3 separate regions of the Mus musculus genome follow, and all the other regions are linked to region 1. A link is a contact called in public Hi-C and HiChIP or PLAC-seq data. All regions are on one chromosome and are shown on one strand. The core of a region is the stretch at or near the end of the contact, and the rest is flanking DNA. Distances in the headings are between cores, read along the strand shown.

Region 1 (4,259 bases), core at 869-3,368:
AAGTTAGCGGTTAAACTAGGGAGGCTGGGGGGAAGGGAAGCGTATTAAAGTCTGTGGTAAGACAGCTGTTCCGAAGGAAATGTAAATTCGGAGAGAACGCTTGTTTCCCAGAGCAGAATTCCATCCCTAAAAAAATTATCACCGCATGTAATGATTTCAACTGAAGGGAAACCCGGTGGGGAAAAATTATGTTCTATCCAGTCAAATAAGAGTGACCTGAATAGTTTCACGGAACACGGAGGTGCCCAACACGGAAACCTAGGAGGCTGGTCTCTTTCTTAAGTCACAATATCAAAACAGGTCGAACGATATTTTCTGTTGCTCATTGTCTCCAGAAGAAAAACAAAACAAAACAACCACTCACTGCCTAGCAGGGGAACATTGTGTAAGCCTGGTGTTTCTTCCCGCAAAACTCCTAACCAGAGGGGGGGAAAACCGAACTCACAACCATTTCAGTCAACTCCTGCCAAGGTAACATCAGAGAAAGCCGAAACTGGGAACACAGGGTTTGGAATGGGCTCGGCGAAATGTCTTGATTTTAAAAAAAATAAAGACCACAAATTTATTTCACCTCATAGTTAGGAGATCGGGTTACCTCAAGGTGGCCTGACCCTGGTCTCTGGGCCCCAAGGAACCGAGCTTCAGATTTGAAGGAGAGTCGGGAGGAGTACTTATCTCGGTCCCACAGAGATGAGTCGCTTCTGAGTCACCTCATCTAACCCACCACCTGTCACCCTCCCGCCTGGGCTTCTCAGAGACCACATTATTAAGGAACCGCAGCTTTGGTTCCACGGTCGGGGATTTGGACGCCATAGCAGGAGCAGAAAAGCTAGGACAATTCCCAGGGGCCGATAGAAAGCTCCAGGTCCCCCTTTGGATGTCAGCGGCGCCCCTGTTTACCCGCCCGGCTGCCTTCAGCCCACTTCCCTTAGCTGCGGCGGGGGAGGAGATGGTTAAAGATTACAATGTGGCCGGCGGCACTTCAAAGGGCGGTTCGGCCAGCCAAAGGTAAAGATAACGTTCTGGCAGCTCTAATCGGGGGTTTGTGGTTGCCACATTTTAATCACTTTGTTTAAAAAAAAAAAGGAAGAAAAAAAGAAAAGAGATTTCACCACACTCCAGTGTGTGGGGGGGGCGGTGTGTGCAGAGCAGCACCCCCCCGGGGGGGGGGTTGAAGAAGTTGTGTTTCTCTTGCAGGGAAAGTTTTTCAGCCCAGACGCAGAGGTCGCGCCTGTGAGCAATAGGACAGCCTGCCCTTGGGTCCCAGGTCCCTGAGCACAAACCCCCACTCAGCACACAAATGCGCACATTCGGAGGGACTGGTCCTGCGTCCTGCCAGGCGCGGCACTGCAAAGCAGCCTGCGCACCGGCTCTCTGCCCCAGTGCGCTTTAAGCTCCTTCTCCCAGGGTACAGAAAGCTAGGCTCTGCTCTGTCAGAGAGAGAGACACGTGCCTTTCTCTGGAGGCACAACAGGTCTGGTCAGAATGCCCTTGGCAAACTCGCCTGCCCCCTCCGGAGCAGGCGTGTGCCTGTGGGGAGCCCCAGCCGAGGTTTCCCACCTATACCCCATCCCTTTTGAGCTCGGTGCCCGCAGCGAGGCGGGGGGGGGGGTCACTTACAGGTAGGAGGTGAAGACGCTGAGGTTGGAGGGCAGCTCCGAGAGCCCCAGGTCCGAGCAGTCCACCCTGAGCAGCATCCTGCCATCCAGCTCACAGTGACAGTGTGATGGGCAGCCCCGCGGTATCGCATCTGGTCCCGGTGAGCTGCCGGCGGCCACCAACTGCAGCAGCGCCAGCAAGGACAGGAGCATGTGGACGCAGGAGGTGTCCATGGTGCCCGAGACTGGGAGCAGAGAGCAGGGAGCCTGTAGAGGGCAGCGCCGGGGCTGATGCAGAACCGAGGCGCTCCGGGCTCTTCTCCACCGGCTTCTGCAGCTCACCAGACGTCTGCAACCCCAATGGGCGTCTGCCGGGTCGTAGCCCCGTGGGGACCGCGCAGAGAATCGTGGTCCCACCGGCCTCGGGAGCCCTCTCTCTGAAGTCGCCGCAGTGGCTGTGAGCGTTGTTGCTGCTGCAGGCGGTCTGAGCTGTGTGCAGCAGCATCTCCGCTCGCACGCTCCTTTTTTAAAGCGCTCCAGCCAAATTGCGCGCCCAGTGACGTCAGCGCAGCCCTGCTTTCCAGGCACCCCGAGCCCGGCCTCGCTTTCCCTCCTCCCTCCCACCATCCCTGGACCCGGCTGCGCGGGCGGCTGGCAGCCTGAGGTCTTGGGGAGTGCTGGGCGCTTCCAATGGGTGGGTACCTGCACCCAGCGTCCCGGGCCCGGCAGGGGTCCCCCACCTGCACCCATCCTCTACAGTTCCTGGGTACCCGCGACTGAGATGTGAAAGCTAAAGGGGACTTGCTTCAAAACAACCTAAGGGGACACTTAGGGACTGAAAGATAACACAGGCTTTCTCTGGTCCATGTCAGATAACCTAGGGGGATGCATGCAGTGCTTGTTAAAAGGACCAAAATCTGATCCGAAAGATTGGCATCACAGAAGGAGAGCAGGAGTCCCCCGGGAAGATGGGTGGCCTTTTTGATCCTTCCATCAGGGCGCTGTCTGGCTCCCTCTTGCTCAACTATCAAAGCCTCAAAGAAATCGCTAAACAAATAAAACTAGTAAGCTGGTACTCCAGGGTCCTCCCAATTCACCCTGGACCAGGGAAGCAAACTGGCTTTAAAAAGGCAGCGGCCTCGGGGTGGGGGTGATATTCTCACGCTGTTCACTTGTGGAGGGATCTTAAAACCAAGAGCCACCCCACTCAGGTGAGTCTCCTAGGCCTCCTTTCAGACACCTTGGAAGAACACTAATGAAAGAAGGAAGTTCTTACACACCAACAGGGAATTCTGCTGGGAAAAAGGATGAGAAGAAAGAAGAACCTGAAGATTTGGTTCTCCCTCCCCCCCTCCATTCTTCTCTCCCTCCCTCTCACTCTCCCTCCCTCCCACCCTCCCTCCCTCCTCTTCCCTTTTTCCCTCCCCCCCTTTTGGAACTAGACCTCAGTGAAGTAAAAGTCGACCACACCTGAGCGAACAGCTGTGGATTTCAGGCCAAGCCTACTTTGCCAACTTTCCCCTCTGGACCACAGGAAGTCCGGTAGCCCTTTGGCATTCAAGTCCACCTAGATTTGATTCTTAGTCTGTCCAGTGGAATTTATCTGAGAAACTGAATTTTAAAAGCAGGAAGACTTTCCTTTATGTGACATATTTATCACCTTTTAGTCCTAGGAGTGGTTCCTAAACTTGCCTCTTCACCTGCCTGATATAGCCATATACGGATACATGCATATTTATGAACTTATATTATTTCATTTGAACCTATAGTCCGAGTATGGATTTTTGTTGGGTGAGGCCTGTTTTCAGTAAGTTTGTGTTTCTCCTTGATAAGGTTTGGGGGACGGACACACACACATGCACACACACACACACACACACACACACACACTTGCAGAGCGCAGTCATGGTCTTTCTCATCTTATTCATTTATTAAGGGAAGAAATCACAGCCTAGGATCTGGGAAGAGTAGTTCCATGGAGAACCATGCCATGAGTTAGACTTGGTTTCTGGGAAGCCAATGCATTCCCCTCACTGTGTTCTTTCCCTTACCTCCTCTCTCATTCACAATACACCCACTGCGCCTGTCCTCTGCCCACTCTCACTGGTTTTTGTCTTTTTCAGCCATTCCATCCACACTTAGACAATGCTGACTCATTACCTATTTTCCTTCCATTTAAAAAAATGGAACTGGAGACTCTCACTCTTTCTGTGGATTGCATGGGTACCTGTAGGGATACAATCGGAGATGTCTGCAGTGTCCTAGACCTTAGTTACCTTTCTTTACTCAAGGATCATTTATCTCAAGTGTTTAATCAACTTTAGCTTGATCCCTTTGAGGGAAGGGTCTAGGCATGCAGAAATGGTTGTGCCCACAATCTGTTTAAAAGCACCAAACAACGCCCTTTGATGTCAGTGTTACCCAAAGGAGCATAGCGTTGCCGTGGAGTGGGTCGGGTAGAACTGCATGTGAATCTAGATTCTTCCAGCTTCATGGTGCTTGATCGCAGACCCCAAATGAGCCAAGTCTCAGTAACCATTCCGGTAAAGTGGTGGAGGTGTTATTTATCTTGGTTGTTCTAGATGTTACAGTGTCTGGAACTTGGCCCATGCCAAATTTACAAGCCATCAGTGATTTTCCTCTTCTTTCTTTTTTTTTTTT
Region 2 (4,259 bases), core at 914-3,413, 230 kb after region 1:
TCAGCAGTTGAGGCTGGGGGGGGGGGGCAGAATTCAGATCTGATAACCATCGAATAGCTTTGTTTCTAGAAGGGACTCTGTCGCAAACCAGTTTCGTGAACAGCGTGTCACTTTCGTTTTCCTTCTTTCTTTCTTTCTTTCTTTCTTTCTTTCTTTCTTTCTTTCTTTCTTTCTTCCTTCCTTCCTTCCTTCCTTCCTTCCTTCCTTCCTTCCTTCTTTCTTTCTTTCTTTCTTTCTTCTTCTTCTTCTTCTTTTTTTCTTCCCGAGACAGGGTTTCTCTGTGTAGCCCTGGCTGTCCTAAAACTCACTCTATAGACCAGGCTGGCCTCGAAATCAGAAATTCGCCTGCCTCTGCCTCGAAAGTGCTGGGATTAAAGGTGTGTGCCACCACCGCCTGGCTGCCGGTCACTTTCTTGAAGGAGTAAATTTGAGCTTTTTTTTTTTTTTTATAGATCTGAAAACTGTACCCACATCTGTGATACTGATTCAAGATATCTTTCTGGAAGGATATTCTATGGCTGCGGCTGCGTGCGTTTGTGCATGGCCGGATATCGCCCTGATATATTGGGAAGTTAAAAGAGTCCAGAAAGGTTTAAAATATAGAAATGGGATTGCTGTTTGGATACCACACTCAGAGTTCGCCAGGAAGCTCAAGGAAGAAGCCTGGATTGAAGGTCCTGGGGCTCTTCTTTTGCAGATCTGTGTGCCTTTATCTCCAATGTTAGATGCTATGACTAGTCAGGGCAACGGGCCAGGATCTCTGCTTTTCAGACATAAATGGTCCAATAGGAGAGAGACACTAAGAACTGAATGTATCAAGGGGTAGAGGTTGACTCAGATCATAATGGCCATGGGCTGAGGAGATGAGGGCTCAGACAGGAAAGTGTCTGGAGTCCAGCATCTAAGTCAAAGACAGGAGAGGCCGACGGTATACGTTGGTGGGCCCAGGGCTGCAGTGGGCAGGAACAGATTCCTGAAGCTCATTGTCCTACTGATCCATGAGCTTCTCACGTTCAGTATTACTTGGCGAACTAATCCTAGCTCTCACCTATTACATTTAATGTTATTGCTAATAATGCATCAGAAATGTATTTTAACAGTTACAAAGTAAAGGCAGATATTGGTGAAAATTAGAAAGATGTGTGTGTGTGTGTGTGTGTGTGTGTGAGAGAGAGAGAGAGAGAGACCCCAGTCACTTGTTTTAATTGTATTTAATGAAGTTTTTAGGGAATTGTTTTCCTAACAGACCCTTGAAGTATGCAATTGTTTTACTTAGGGGGCGAGGGAGGCCCTCTGAGTGGTATAAAAGAAAAGACCCAAGGCCCAGGTCGTTTCCTCTGCCCGAATAGATGGCAGAATGGTGCATTTACCTGGCGGAGGCAACATCCCAGTAGCACCAGAAGCAGCTGAATGGGCAGCTTTCAGTAGTCCACGAGTGCGTTCCCAAAGGAATTTTCTTTGTCAGCTGCCCAGAACCCAGAAACGGAGTTAGAGTGGAACTGTTGCTGTAGGTCATTTCTCAGAAGAGAGAAACCTGAGTCTACCTTAAAAACAAACCCAGCTATCAGGCCTGGTTACTGAGTCATAAGTAAACACAAAGGGGCAGCTCCTCAGAGTTTCCTTCCTTCCTGTTTTTTTTTTTTTTTTTTTCTTTTCACACAAAGATAAAAATAAACCCCCGAATGAATGCTCTTACGAGATCACGCAAAGGCAGGCCACTTCCCCTTTAATGATTGGAAGTGGCAGGCATTTAAGGGAGCTCCTTGGGATTTCTTTGAAAGAACAACAACAACAACAACAACACAACAACCAAACAAGACACTTGGCTAATTAATGTTTGTTTCCTTGTTCATTTGAAGTTGAGGAGAAGAAGTTATGGTAACTTAAGTCCGGATGCTTTGCAGGTTTCCAAATACCTATTGCTGAAAGGAACTTTGTGCTCCTATCAATTAAAAAAAGGGGGGGGGGATGCAAATCGAAGTGAGACACAAGGCCCATTTACTTGAGAGCCTGGCAGCCGATTTCCGCAGGGTTAGAAGAGAGGGCAGCCACACCAGCCAGCCAGCCAGCCAGCCAGCCTATCCACCTACTATCTCGCTGTGCCATTCTCCACCTCTGCCCCAGCCACTCCCATAACTTGATATCTGTTTACTCTAGAGGGAGCGGGCTTTGAGAAGCCATCATAAATATCCTGACCTAATGCCTTAGCAGCCATAAGAAGGAAAAGAATGTACTCGCCTGAAGATAACGTTTGAGATATTTAAAGGTGTGGGTTAATTTTTTATCCACTCCAATAACTGTTGGTTTTTTTTTTTTTCTTTTTTTTCTGTTCCTTCTGTCTACTTCTTTGCTCTCTATTTCTACCCCCGAAGCTGCAGGCACACGGATCTCTGCAGGCAAAATCCGTCAGAGCCTACGCAGGACAGCCTTCTACGGACTTCTTCATTCCACTGTAACTTGGTGGCTGCCCCTTCTCCGAAATGGCAGGTGTGAGCAGCTGTTTAAAGTATTCTATGTTTTTCTTCAACTTCTTGTTCTGGGTAAGTAGTTTTCTTTTAATTCTCAGTTTTGTTCAGGAAAGAAGACTTGAGATAAATATCACCACTGAGAACAGACTTACATAGAGCTAGAGGATAAGGGGGAAAAGACATTTTCCATTGAAATATTTACATTGGTTTGTCGCTGGCTGTTTGGGGAACTGAAAAGAAGCCAATGACTCCAAAAAACCAAACCAAACCAAACTAAACCAAACCAAACCAAAACAAAACGCCTGGTGTATTCAAGTTCTCTGAGGATAAACATTTCCCGAATGTTTTCATATTGTTGCAAGACTAAACACAGGGGGAAATATCCCTTAATTAAAGGACAATTATTCTCAGTTCTATGATGCCAATCAGCACTCTGTTTAAAGACTCCAAAGAAAACAGTTTGATTCAGCATGGCTTCTGGTTCCCTCCCTTTGACATCTAGGTTTGAAACAGGTGACTGACTAGTGGGTGGCAGGGTGGTAAATGCATGAGAGGATCATTTTCAGAGCCCCCAGGAAGAAAGAAATAGTCCCTGGAGAAGCAGTTAAGAGTATTTAATCATAAGATTCAGCTAAACCAGTGACTAGGTATTAGTATTTCGAAGTCAGTATTTTGGTGTGTCGTCAACCCATCCTTTCAAACAACAGGGTTTGTTTCTTGCAAATTATGCCTTGCTTAAGTCTGATGATGGCTCCCAAGGGCATTGAAAACATTATTTAACATTGAAAAAGCAAATGTCATGATCTGAGGGGGTGAGGGGGGATTTGGGAGAGAACATGTACACATATGGTATAATTAGAGGTGCTCACAAGTAAAGTAGTGGAAATGTCTCAGGATGCTGCAACAGAAAACAGTTCCATTGTTTCTGGATTGGAAAGTAGTTTATGCATTAAGGATAAGGAGCTCTGGTTTTTGTGTCTGAGCCTTTTGGCCTTTAACAGATGGCTGGTATCGGTCCAATACATTCATTTTCTTTCTTAGCTTTCTGTAAAAGGCTTAATAGAGATCTAGACAGGTCAGGATGAGGGAAAACATCTATTCTCATCCATTCATTGCATTAAAATAATAATGATTTAAGTAAACTAATATAACTTTGTGTATGAAATGACTTTCTACTCAATGGCGAGTAGCCCTAATGAATAAAGGTGACATATAGTGAATTAAATTCGTTAAATAAGTATTTATTTGTATAAATAAGCAAGAGAATAAAAACATTTTTGTTCTTTTATACTTTGTCTCCTTTTCCTATGAAAAGGGGCTGTTTTTGAAATTACTAGAAACTAGGAAAATATTTTGAAACTCAAGAATATATGACAAAAATTTAAAAAGTAATCAAACATATTGCTTCTCTTGGATTATTAAAGTCATCAAGGGCTGAATATAAAGGAAGAAATGAATGTGTGCTTTGGATTTTTTTCAAACTTTCCAACATTCACAAATGAAGACAAATTTGGAAAATTAGCTCTATTACTTGGCCACTAAAACCACGAAACCAATCTATACATGCGTAGCCTCAGTCACTTGCTTAGACAATTATGAACAAACCATTAGGGTTACCATTCATCTATCAATACATTAGCATGAATCTCGAAAGACAATTACATTTACTAATGTACTTATAATATCACTCTCATACTTTAAAAATTCAATAAGAATTTCTTAACCAGGGCTTGAGTTTCTAATTGCTTTAAACATGTTATTTGAACTATTATCCAGAATGAGCCCATTAGC
Region 3 (4,259 bases), core at 750-3,249, 160 kb before region 1:
AGCCCAAATCAATATATTCTTATAAATAACAAAGTAGGCTAACTTTTTGTTATAAAACTCAAAAAAAACAAATAGGTTTGAGATTTAAGCACTGACCTAGCATGTACATCACTCAATTAGAGCAAGACAGTTTCTGAACACTTCTTTAACTGCTCTATCATGGCAATCTTTTATACAGTGCTTTAACCTGTCCGTGCTTGGACATCACTGCACAGGCATTGCACACTGTAGTCATTGCACACTGCAGGCATTGCATACTGCACAGATATTGCACACTGCAGGCATTGCACACTGCAGGCTTTGCACACTGCACAGGCATTGCACACTGTGCAGTCATTTTCCCTATATTGATTACATCTTACCATAGAGCTGTTTTTATAAATTACCTAAGGTGCTTATCAGATATTTTCTTTTGTTTTAAAGAGTATTTTCCATGCTGTGATGCATATGAGATATATGTATTATACATCTGAAATATAGTACAACTGAAAAATAATCAAAAGTCTTAAGTTCTTGAGGAAATTCTATAATTAAATTTCATGACAACTGTGTTAATCCTCAGACGCTAGTGGTGGAAATTTGAATAAAGAAAATTACCTTTGATATGCATGTGAAGTAGAAAATATGATTGCATTGTTTTTCTGTTTATATCTAGTTTCTTTTATGATAAGCATTTTACAGTATAGGTAATTTAATTGTGGTAGGCCGTCCTCCTTTGGTTTGGCGTATTCTTCCTCTGGGTATTCCTGTTACCCTCTGCCCACCAGGAGAGTCAGAGCCCAACACTTACCATTATATTTCCATTTTAGTCCCAGAAATACTCATATGTCTGCTCTAGGAAAGAAAATGTGTTTTAAAGTTACATTGGTGTATTATACCAATCACCATTACCTTAGAAACACTTGGTAGAGGACCAGGTAATGAGATTGCTTTTGTTTCCTACAGGAAAACATGAGCTTTTGGTGGTGTTGAAGATACCTGTAGAATAGTAGTTTAGCACATTGTGATCCCGGAACAATTGTCATAACAGGCATTCTATAAATATCTGCTGAATGTCCTTGTTAGGAGGATTTAATTGGCCAACCTTTGTAGCTTGCTGTACACTCTGTTATAGAGCGCGTTTGGGGTACCATACACTTTGAGTGCTTTGTTCATTTTCCTGAATGTACTTTACAGGCTACTTCAACATGAATGGGAAGAAAGCAATGTTCAGATTCTGAAACTCCAAGCCAAGATGTTTACATATAATATCCCAACATGCCTGGCCACCTGGAAAATGTAATGCAACAATCATGTACATGTTTTATAGCTATGCTTTTATTTGTAAGGGTTGCTCCAGACAGGTAAATCTGAAATAGCATCTTATCTCCCCTCCAATAGACAGACCTAGTATAGAGTTGTTTTGGGTACTTGATGTGGTTTAATACCTAGAGTGAGTAATTGCTCATTAATAGCTGCTTCTGAGGGCTATAATAATAGTAGTAGTAGTAGTAGTAGTAGTAGTAGTAGTATTTTTAATGAGGAAGAACATTTAGATAACAATATTATTAAACAAATAAGTGTGTATAGCACTTTAGGACCATCTTTAAATTGTAGGGTTTTCCCTGTTATAGTCTGGTTTCTTTCCTATTTTAAAGGTGTAGTGCCAGGCCTGGTTTACTAGTTTTGAGTTTGTTTTGTTTTTTTTCCCCCCTCCCATGAATCTTACTCATGTTCACACACTGGTCTGCTTTATTCCTGTAAAGTTGATAAAAATTGTTGAATTTTTCTTTTCACTATAGGTTACACTCCTTGGAAGTTTAGCCTGTTACTTTCAGGAAGTTTTGTATTCAGATTCCCACAATCAGTATTCTGCCAGTGCTGTGTTTCATTTTGTTTGAAGATATATAAATTTTCCCCCTTTTCTATATTCCTTTTTTCCCTTAGAGCCATTGCTGCTGAGATTGCTCTAAAGGGACAAAGAGAGGTAAGTGGTTTGTAATTGGATTATCAGATGGGCTACTTTCTCCTTTTAGCTATTCTGCCCCTTGTGTTGGCCTCTCACTTTAAAAGGATTAGAGATAGAAAGAAGTTAACCTTCCAAAAACTCTATTTGAAATCTCTAAAGCCCAAGAGAGCCATGTTTGACTTGAGTTCTAGTGTATTGTAAAGTTCTGCCTTGAAGCAGTCAGGCTTTTAAATGTGCATCATGTTTCCTGACAGAGTGTGTGTCTGTCTGTCTTATAGGTCCACCGTTTATATCAGAGAGCCTTACAGAAGTTACCTCTTTGTGCATCACTATGGAAAGATGTAATGCTTTTTATCTTTTATTTTATCTTGATGTTTTCCTATAAATTTTCTGCATGTGCCATATCCATTGATGTGGTAAATGCTCAAAACCTCGCTCTCTCTTACTTCTATGCTTCCCTGTCTTTTACAGCAACTCTTGTTTGAAGCATCAGAAGGAGGTAAAACTGATAACCTGAGAAAACTAGTTTCCAAGTGCCAAGAGATTGGAGTCAGCCTAAATGAGCTCTTAAATTTAAACAGTAACAAAACAGAAAGCAAGAATCTCTGAACACTGGGTGCAGTCAGTTCTAAGCCTTTATAATAATTGCCAAAATTATTTGAATGATTCTTCAAGATTAGGCTGATCCCTGGCTAAGGTCTGTGTAAGGCAGACAAGCATTATTGATCATATCAAGTTTCCTACAATATCCTATCCGTAAAACCGGAAGCAATGAACATGAATGACACTCTTGGAATGGATAAATGAACTTCCTGTTTGGCCTGCTTCTGGGCCCTGCCAGATTCTCTAACATCATGTACGTAAGTATAGCTCCTCAAAGCGACTGACGTTTATTTTAATTTTACTTTGTTTTTGGTTTCATTTTTTACTTTCCCTACCTTTATGTTGTGCTATCCTGGTCCACTTGACACTCTCTGATGCCTGAGAGATTCTTGTTTGGGATTTAGTTTCCAGGGCCGTGTTTACAGTAAAATAGCAGGCAGTCCTTTTAGTTCCTCCTCTAAGTCTCTGAGATTCTTCATTTCAGGGTTTTAAACATAAGCAGTCCATCTTAAGGAAAGTGTAACTGCCGCGGCCACAAGTCTGCTAGTTGCACTTGAATGTTCTAGCAGGGTTGTTGACTGCCCTTTCTACGTTCTGGACTCCTTGCTGAGACTGTTTAACTTGAAGATTAAAGAAACTATTGCAAATGCCAGTGCATCAGAACCTAAGAGTGGTCAAATATTATGTGCAATTTTTTTTGTAAAGAAATTTTAATTTATAATAAAGTTTAACAGTTTAAAGAACAGTTAATAGTGGGACTGTTTTGTGTTCACTACTTTGAAGTATTAAGTGGTTGTCGTGCAAAATATTTTTAATATAAGTTTTTAATAATGGTCCTCTTTGTTCACGTCTCGGGTGGGTAAGGGTTGAAGTAGGAGCTAGGGGTTCTTCCCCTGATACCATCGCTTTCTTCTGCAACTCCTTCCCCGGTCAAAACAGCAACAAAACAAATGACTTTAATTGGTGAGCACAGGCCTTCTCTTTTGAGAACAGTGAGCAGATAGGTTTACATTAAGCACTGACTGTGTTCTCAAAAACAGGGTTAATGTCACCAAGTTGCAGTTTGAGTTATCTACCCAGAGACATGCTGGCTTCTGTTACTACATAGGCCATGGAAAGAGAACCGGCTTCTTTTTTTTTTTTTTTTTATGGAGTTGTTTGTGCCTTGCTAGGATAGTTATGACTGAACAATGCAGTAAATGTGGCCTCACATCCAGCTGCGTGCGGCCTGACCGTGGAGAGCAGAGAAGCAGCTCCAACACACCAGGCACGTTGGTACGTCCTTAGTTTGTGCGGTGCCTACTCACCAGAAAACTGTAGTTTGAAGACTGTGTGCCTACAAGGTGACGCATAATTTGCTAGTTTATACTGTCTGGCTATGTCAAGAATGGAACTCATTTGTCTAGTGTCCTTCATTTAACCAAAAATCAAAATAGTGGCTTTGGATTTTTTCTATAACCAAGAAAATGTTGTTAGAAGATACAAATCCCAGAGGGCTATCCTTCCATTGTGTGTATTTAAGTGTTTATCATTGAGAGGATTGCCTGTTGTGATTATTTGAAAATTATGCTTATGTGCTTACACTTAAATTATTTCAGGATACTCAGCAGTTATTTTGCAGGCTGAGTGAAGCTAATAACCTAAGTGTGGTCCCCAGAGCCCATGTAACAGTGGAAGGAGAGAGCACAGGCTGTCTTCTGCCTTACAC

Evidence for each region. Hi-C and Micro-C count contacts between places; a contact is called where the count stands out from the background. HiChIP or PLAC-seq counts read pairs in DNA pulled down with a chosen protein or histone mark.
Region 2: a FOXA1 HiChIP or PLAC-seq map of pancreatic cancer cells shows a contact between it and region 1. The contact joins the promoter of Tspan8 here to the promoter of Lgr5 in region 1. A contact is called at or near these places in 1 of 115 datasets of contacts at active chromatin or transcription factors (pancreatic cancer cells) and 1 of 9 other capture datasets (macrophages).
Region 3: a contact with region 1 is called in a Hi-C map of the N1E-115 cell line, with 2.2 times the contacts expected there. The contact joins the enhancer-like site here to the promoter of Lgr5 in region 1. A contact is called at or near these places in 16 of 39 promoter capture datasets (the 3T3-L1 cell line, 3T3-L1-derived adipocytes, the C10 cell line and 10 more), 1 of 15 datasets of contacts at CTCF or cohesin (the NIH/3T3 cell line), 7 of 484 Hi-C or Micro-C datasets (the N1E-115 cell line, adipose-derived mesenchymal stem cells, embryonic stem cells and 4 more), 3 of 115 datasets of contacts at active chromatin or transcription factors (embryonic limb bud, embryonic stem cells and neural tube) and 1 of 9 other capture datasets (embryonic stem cells).

Annotation. Positions count from the first base shown.
Region 1 is chr10:115,585,662-115,589,920 of GRCm38.p6, forward strand. It overlaps Lgr5 (leucine rich repeat containing G protein coupled receptor 5), which reads right to left and starts at 2,119. Exons shown (of 18, transcript NM_010195.2): 1 at 1,621-2,119. The coding sequence starts at 1,832.
Region 2 is chr10:115,815,121-115,819,379 of GRCm38.p6, forward strand. It overlaps Tspan8 (tetraspanin 8), which reads left to right and starts at 2,164. Exons shown (of 8, transcript NM_146010.2): 1 at 2,164-2,540. The coding sequence starts at 2,481.
Region 3 is chr10:115,429,477-115,433,735 of GRCm38.p6, forward strand. It overlaps Zfc3h1 (zinc finger, C3H1-type containing), which reads left to right. Exons shown (of 35, transcript NM_001033261.2): 32 at 1,177-1,278; 33 at 1,927-1,966; 34 at 2,227-2,289; 35 at 2,420-3,295. The coding sequence ends at 2,557. Among named protein-coding and RNA genes, the nearest start is that of Zfc3h1, 47 kb to the left of the region's middle. Within about 2 kb of position 2,000, at least 2 of the 459 cell types and tissues checked have an H3K27ac peak or open chromatin away from gene starts, as enhancers often do. A contact at or near this core is called in the N1E-115 cell line, where this site is marked.